2 separate regions of the Mus musculus genome follow, and region 2 is linked to region 1. A link is a contact called in public HiChIP or PLAC-seq data. All regions are on one chromosome and are shown on one strand. The core of a region is the stretch at or near the end of the contact, and the rest is flanking DNA. Distances in the headings are between cores, read along the strand shown. Region 1 has its middle 300 kb from the start of Gm23276. Region 2 holds the start of Dach1 (dachshund family transcription factor 1).

Region 1 (3,052 bases), core at 136-2,635:
AGAGTGGGATCTGGGGAACAGAAGAAATCAGAGTCCCTTTTTTCTGGACAGAATCCAAAACATTTTCAGCTTAAGGTAAAGATTAAGTGTTAGAAATACTCACTTTTGGGGTCCCTGCTCTGAAAACTTCCTGATGAGTTTTGTCTTCTCCTATTATCATTTTTTTGCTGTGTAAAAACACAAAAGAACAAATCAGATTGTCCATGAATTAAAAATTTCAATTTGCATGTATTGTAATTCTACCAAAAATATGGTTTACTTATCTTCAAAGAATAAGTAGAAGAGAAAAATGTGTTTTTATTTTTTGTAGGATGGATGAACTCAGTTTTAAACTAATACTTACGTGTATTCATCTTCATTCCCCTGTGCCCAGCCTGTTCTTATGTGGCCTTTCTTTAGTGAAAGGGGAAAAAAGATAATTATTTAAGTCTTATAGGATTCTTTGTGGAGCACAAAGCTTCAAAGCATTTCATATTCAATCCATATAGACAACCTATTATCTGGATTGTTTTAAATTGCAAAGAAACATTTCCTCATTAGGGTTTTAAAAAGATATATTTGTATTTTGTTGACCATTTCATAAGACTTTAATTTGTTTGCATTTTTTATATTTGTTTCAACTCATCCATTCTTACATCAAGGAAATAACCCTGAAATACTTATTTGTCCTTGATTAGTAAAAGTTCTTTGCATTCTGAAATTTTCTTTTATTTTGTAAACTCAAAGTAGGATTAAAGTCAGTGGTATCAGAACCATTCATAAATATCAATCAAAAGTATAACTGCTAGTATTTTCCTATATTTAAGCTGTTACATAATAAATTCACTTGCTAAAGCAGAAATCACACTATCAATATGATAATAATGAAAACAATTTGTCTGGTTTTTTTCCACTAACACATTCACAGCCAAATGAGCTGTTCTGGCATTTAAGGGGTTAGATATTCTTGTGATAAAAAGGGCGCTAAAAATTTGACTTTGACCATGAAATTTGTTCCACTCTTCTTAAGAAACACCACTAACCTGTAAAGGGATTTTAACAACATGTCTTTCAAAGTCAAACAATGCAATTCTTACATAGAAAAGGACCCATTGACTGCTAATGAGGTGTGAGAAGTTTCAAATAGCTTAGTGTGGGACCAAGGTTAATATAATTATGGACCACAAACCCCAAGAAATCATTCATTTTCCTATGTCTGAACTACCAGCCTGCAATAAAAGGTGGTCTTTCAATGTCTAGTGCACTGATTTAAGATGATCTATTGATTTGCGCCAAAGATAGATGAATATACTAGAGGAATGGCGGCCGCCTCCAAGTGATAATGAGCAGAACTGAAGGAATGTAGCTGTGGGTTACAGAATCATCTATCCACAAAAGACTATGGCAAAAGCTGTGACTTTGAGAACAATGAGGGAGACTGCAAGAGGAGGAATGCCATTCTTGTGGTCTCTGAGAAATGTGTTAAAAGGATGTCAAGAGCCAGGAAAGAGAGTCATGAGGGGGAATAAAGGATGAGTTCTGTGCATTTGCACATTGAAGAAGGGACCAAGGAGAATTCTACAACTTTGGGAATCAGAAAGGTTTTACTTCCTTGGAAAATCTAAATGACCATAGGAAAAATAACATGAAACAAATGCAAAGCATCCCATCAAATTTTAAATGTAAATGTATGCTCATGTGTGTTTTTAGTAAGAAGAAATAGCATTCAGCAACATGCTTCTGGTTTTTATCTGTTCTTCATCATTTTGATTGCATATAGACACATATATCTATATTTTATAATAATGTCTCTGGAATAATTATGTGTTGGAAAACATTGTACATGGAAAAATATATTATGAAGAATCCTGCTTAAAAATAGATGTTTAAATTACATAAGCCCTTTTTGAGGTAGAAGATGAATTTTAGTACCAAACTATTAAATTATTCTATTTGATTATCTGTTGGTATTTCAAGTTTTATGTGTTTGAATTCAAGCCTAGCAGCCTTACAATGAAAATTTCCATAAGAAACAGAAAACAAATTAAAACATTATGCTACTGCAGCTTTCATTAAAACAGGAAACACAGAGTGTTTATTCTATTTCAGCATCAGAATGGATATTGTGTAAACATTTACATCAGGATTAATTATATTATTCAGACACTAGGACAGTTAGAATTATTAAGAATTATAAGCAATGTAAATAAAATATTTCCTATTTCACAACTCTTGTGTCTGTGTGTCCTTAGGGTACCTTTAAATTCCCTCACCCTGTTTTGTTCCTAGATGAAGCATAGAGGCAGATTTCAGGAATGAATGGCCTGAAGTGTATCTGTTTGACAGAATTCCAAGAAACCTATGAGCTCAATTTAGCATCCAAATGTAAATGGAAAAGACTCAGAAATTAGATGGAGCTTTTAAATACAATAGATAGTATGTAGAATGACTCAAGAAAGCTAAAGGAAACAACCCTCCATTTTACCAAATATGTAGCCATGTTTTCGAACTCTTAATGTCTCCTCGAGTAAAATAAAGTGACTGAATATTTACCTAGCAGTAGTCATACGAGGCTATGGCTCAAATCAATTCCTTGCTCAAACATCATGAAAGAAGATTCCTATTACAGTATATGAGAACTAACACAGAGACCTACAAGAAGACAATGTGCAGAGTATAAGATTTTGGAACACCCAACTCTAAATGGCTTGTCTTCACTTCTCCACTCAGGGCTCAGGGAGCTATGCAGAAGAAGAGGTAAAAAGATTGTAAGAGCCAGAGGGGGCAGATGGCAACAAGGATAAAGTGTCTTTGAGACAAGATAGGAAATAGACATATGAACTCACAGAGACCGTGATAACACATCCAGAACCTGCACAGTTTCAAGCCAGTGTTCTATTGCTGAGAGTGGAAAGTGAATATGAGCTATCTGAAACAAAGAAGCTATCTCTACTTGACATTTCGGTACAAAGGAAAAATCTGGTTATTGCTCATGCTCCGCAAAGTAGAGAAACTAACACACATAAGAGTAGACTCCAGCCTTTCCAGTACCAGCCAGCACCAGGGTAGCTTG
Region 2 (2,924 bases), core at 89-2,588, 530 kb before region 1:
TCCTAGAGATATAAGCAACAAACACACAGGACCTATGCTCAAATTCTATGCTGGTCAAACATCCCGGAAAAAACATCGCTGTGCAACAAGTTAGAGAAGACAGGAGGAGAAAATGAGTGTCTTACTCCCCTCATGCAGCCCCAAACCACTATTCCCTTCTGCCTTCTGTGTTTACAAGTCAACCAGGAGGCTTAGTTTCTATTTCATTCTTTACAAACACATTCTCACTGAGAAAGCAAAAACGAAGTTCCCAAAACATAGCAGGACTTTCCAAATATGAAAGGAACCCAATAATTATTGTGTGACTTAAATAACACACTTTCGACTCTCCTCGGGTACTGAAGGAGAAATGAGAGTTGATTACTGTGCAAGACCAGGTGAATTAATTAGAGTTTTGGGTAAGAAACATCAGTGTGTTTTTGTATTCTACTTTCTAATCTTCAAGGACAGCTGATCTCTTTAGAAATTTCTAGATAAAGAAGTCATCCCTGACCAATCTCTGGAGGTGAAAGGGAAGTTGTTTTAATCCACTGTATCCCTGTCTACTAGGATCAGGAGCACCCATTATTCTTAAGTGACTTTCTTCCCGCAGCTTGAAAACTCTTCTTTATCTTTATATAAACATTTTTGATATAGAAAAAAAACCCGTCAGATACACAAAATAGTCCACACTGCTTACATGTGAATTTTCCTATAATAATAATAATAATAATAATAATAATAATAATAATAATAATAATAATAATAATAATTGCCCAACAGTCATGAGCTGGGGATGTTTCCTTTTGTAACTGCTTGCACAAATGCCCCGCGCGCGCGTGTGTGTGTGTGTGTGTGTGTGTGTGTGTGAACCTAAATCCTTGAAGGTGAGCTGGCAGCGGCACCGCCGCTCTTTCAGTCATGAGGCGTTTGCTCAGAACCTTTTTGGGGTGGGTGGGTGGGTGGGAGCTAAGAGTCTTCTCCTTCAAAGCCACAGAGGAGGTGGCAGGGGATGTAACGGTAGCAGCGCGAGAGAAGTAGATGACCAGCTTTCTCTCCCTCTCTCTGAGCACCACTCTTGGGCCCCGGCTTTTCTAGGGCTTTCCTCCCACCCTTTTCCTCCGTACCCTCCCCCCCCACTCCCGTTTTCTACCCACCCCCTTTCCTCGGTCTCGCGCTCTTGGAGTCTGTGCTCCGAGTTCCTGGTTGGATAATTTGGGTTAATACTAGTGAGTGAGGTTTTCGCGGCTTCAAAGGGTATTTCAAGTATCCGGAGCTCCTCCCCTCCGCACCGTGTGACAACAACAACTCGTCCAGCCGGCAGCCTGCACTTTCAGCTCATTTTCTCTCTGTCATTCCCCTCTCAATCTTTGATCAATGTACTTGCCAGGGAGAACCCAAGTCCCTCAACCCTCCTCCTTTTCACCTTCATCCTTAACTTTGTGCTAGAGCGGGACCCACACACCACCAGCCGACCCTCCCCGCCCCACCCCCGCCTCTCCCCCCCCAAGAGCAGCCCGCGATCCCAGCCCCGAGAGAGGACTCGCATTTCGACTTGCGGGACACTTTTGTGCGTTTCTCTCTCGAGCGCCTCTCGCGCTCGCCCCTCCTGCGCTCGCTCTTTCTTAACCTCACCTCCTTTTTCTCCTCTTCTCTCCCTCTCTCCAACTAAGGTTCCTTCCTAGAGTGCTTGTTGTCTCTGCCCCCCCCCCCACCTCGATCCTTGTCCCCCTTTCTCCCCCTTCCCCTTTGGGGGGTGTGTGGCAACTTTTCCCCCTCGCTTCTCCTCCTTCTGTTTCCCCTTATATGTGACCATGGCAGTGCCGGCGGCTTTGATCCCTCCGACCCAGCTGGTCCCCCCTCAACCCCCGATCTCTACTTCTGCTTCCTCCTCGGGCACCACCACCTCCACCTCCTCGGCGACCTCGTCTCCGGCTCCATCCATCGGACCCCCGGCGTCGTCTGGGCCAACTCTGTTCCGGCCGGAGCCCATTGCCTCTTCTGCTTCTTCTTCAGCCGCGGCCACAGTCACCTCTCCTGGTGGCGGCGGCGGCGGCAGCGGAGGCGGCGGTGGCAGCGGCGGCAACGGAGGCGGCGGCGGGAGCAACTGCAACCCCAGCCTGGCGGCCGGGAGCAGCGGCGGCGGCGTTAGCGCTGGCGGCGGCGGCGCCTCCAGCACCCCCATCACCGCGAGCACCGGCAGCAGCAGCAGTAGCAGCAGCAGCAGCAGCAGTAGCAGCAGCAGCAGCAGTAGCAGCAGCAGCAGCAGTAGCAGCAGCAGCTGCGGCCCCCTCCCTGGGAAACCCGTGTACTCAACCCCGTCCCCAGTGGAAAACACCCCCCAGAATAATGAGTGCAAAATGGTGGATCTGAGAGGGGCCAAAGTGGCTTCCTTTACGGTGGAGGGCTGCGAGCTGATCTGCCTGCCCCAGGCTTTCGACCTGTTCCTGAAGCACTTGGTGGGGGGCTTGCACACCGTCTACACCAAGCTGAAGCGGTTGGAGATCACGCCGGTGGTGTGCAATGTGGAACAGGTTCGCATCCTGAGGGGACTGGGGGCCATCCAGCCCGGAGTGAACCGCTGCAAACTCATCTCCAGGAAGGACTTCGAGACCCTCTACAATGACTGCACCAACGCCAGGTAAAGAGCGGAGGGGAAACCTTCTGTCGCCCTGGTCCTTTCCCACCCTCCTCCTCGCCCTTCCCCTGCTCCCTTCCCGGCGCCGCCCGCTCAGCGCGTCCGCGAGCTGCGCGCCCTGGCGAGCACGGCCCTCTCCTGTCGGTCCCCGGGGCTAGTCTCCTTCGCCCGACCTCCTGGGCAAGTTCGCACTGCTCGCGGCCTGATCCGTGCCGGCCGGGTGTTCCTGATGCTTCCTAGGGCATTCGGGCTAGGCTGCCGCTGAGCTTGGGATGCAGAGTGGGGAACCAGAGGAAGGTGCCTTCCC

The links. HiChIP or PLAC-seq counts read pairs in DNA pulled down with a chosen protein or histone mark.
Region 2: a contact with region 1 is called in an H3K4me3 HiChIP or PLAC-seq map of neural tube, with 6 times the contacts expected there. The contact joins the promoter of Dach1 here to the enhancer-like site in region 1. A contact is called at or near these places in 1 of 39 promoter capture datasets (hippocampal neurons) and 9 of 115 datasets of contacts at active chromatin or transcription factors (bone marrow-derived macrophages, embryonic basal ganglia, embryonic forebrain and 6 more).

What each region holds. Positions count from the first base shown.
Region 1 is chr14:97,636,669-97,639,720 of GRCm38.p6, reverse strand. No RefSeq gene overlaps it. Among named protein-coding and RNA genes, the nearest start is that of Gm23276, 300 kb to the right of the region's middle. Within about 2 kb of position 1,385, at least 6 of the 459 cell types and tissues checked have an H3K27ac peak or open chromatin away from gene starts, as enhancers often do. A contact at or near this core is called in neural tube, where this site is marked.
Region 2 is chr14:98,168,179-98,171,102 of GRCm38.p6, reverse strand. Dach1 (dachshund family transcription factor 1) reads left to right here and starts at 1,338. Exons shown (of 12, transcript NM_007826.3): 1 at 1,338-2,620. The coding sequence starts at 1,794. Gm33583 (a long non-coding RNA gene) reads right to left here and starts at 1,199. Exons shown (of 2, transcript XR_003951195.1): 1 at 1,137-1,199.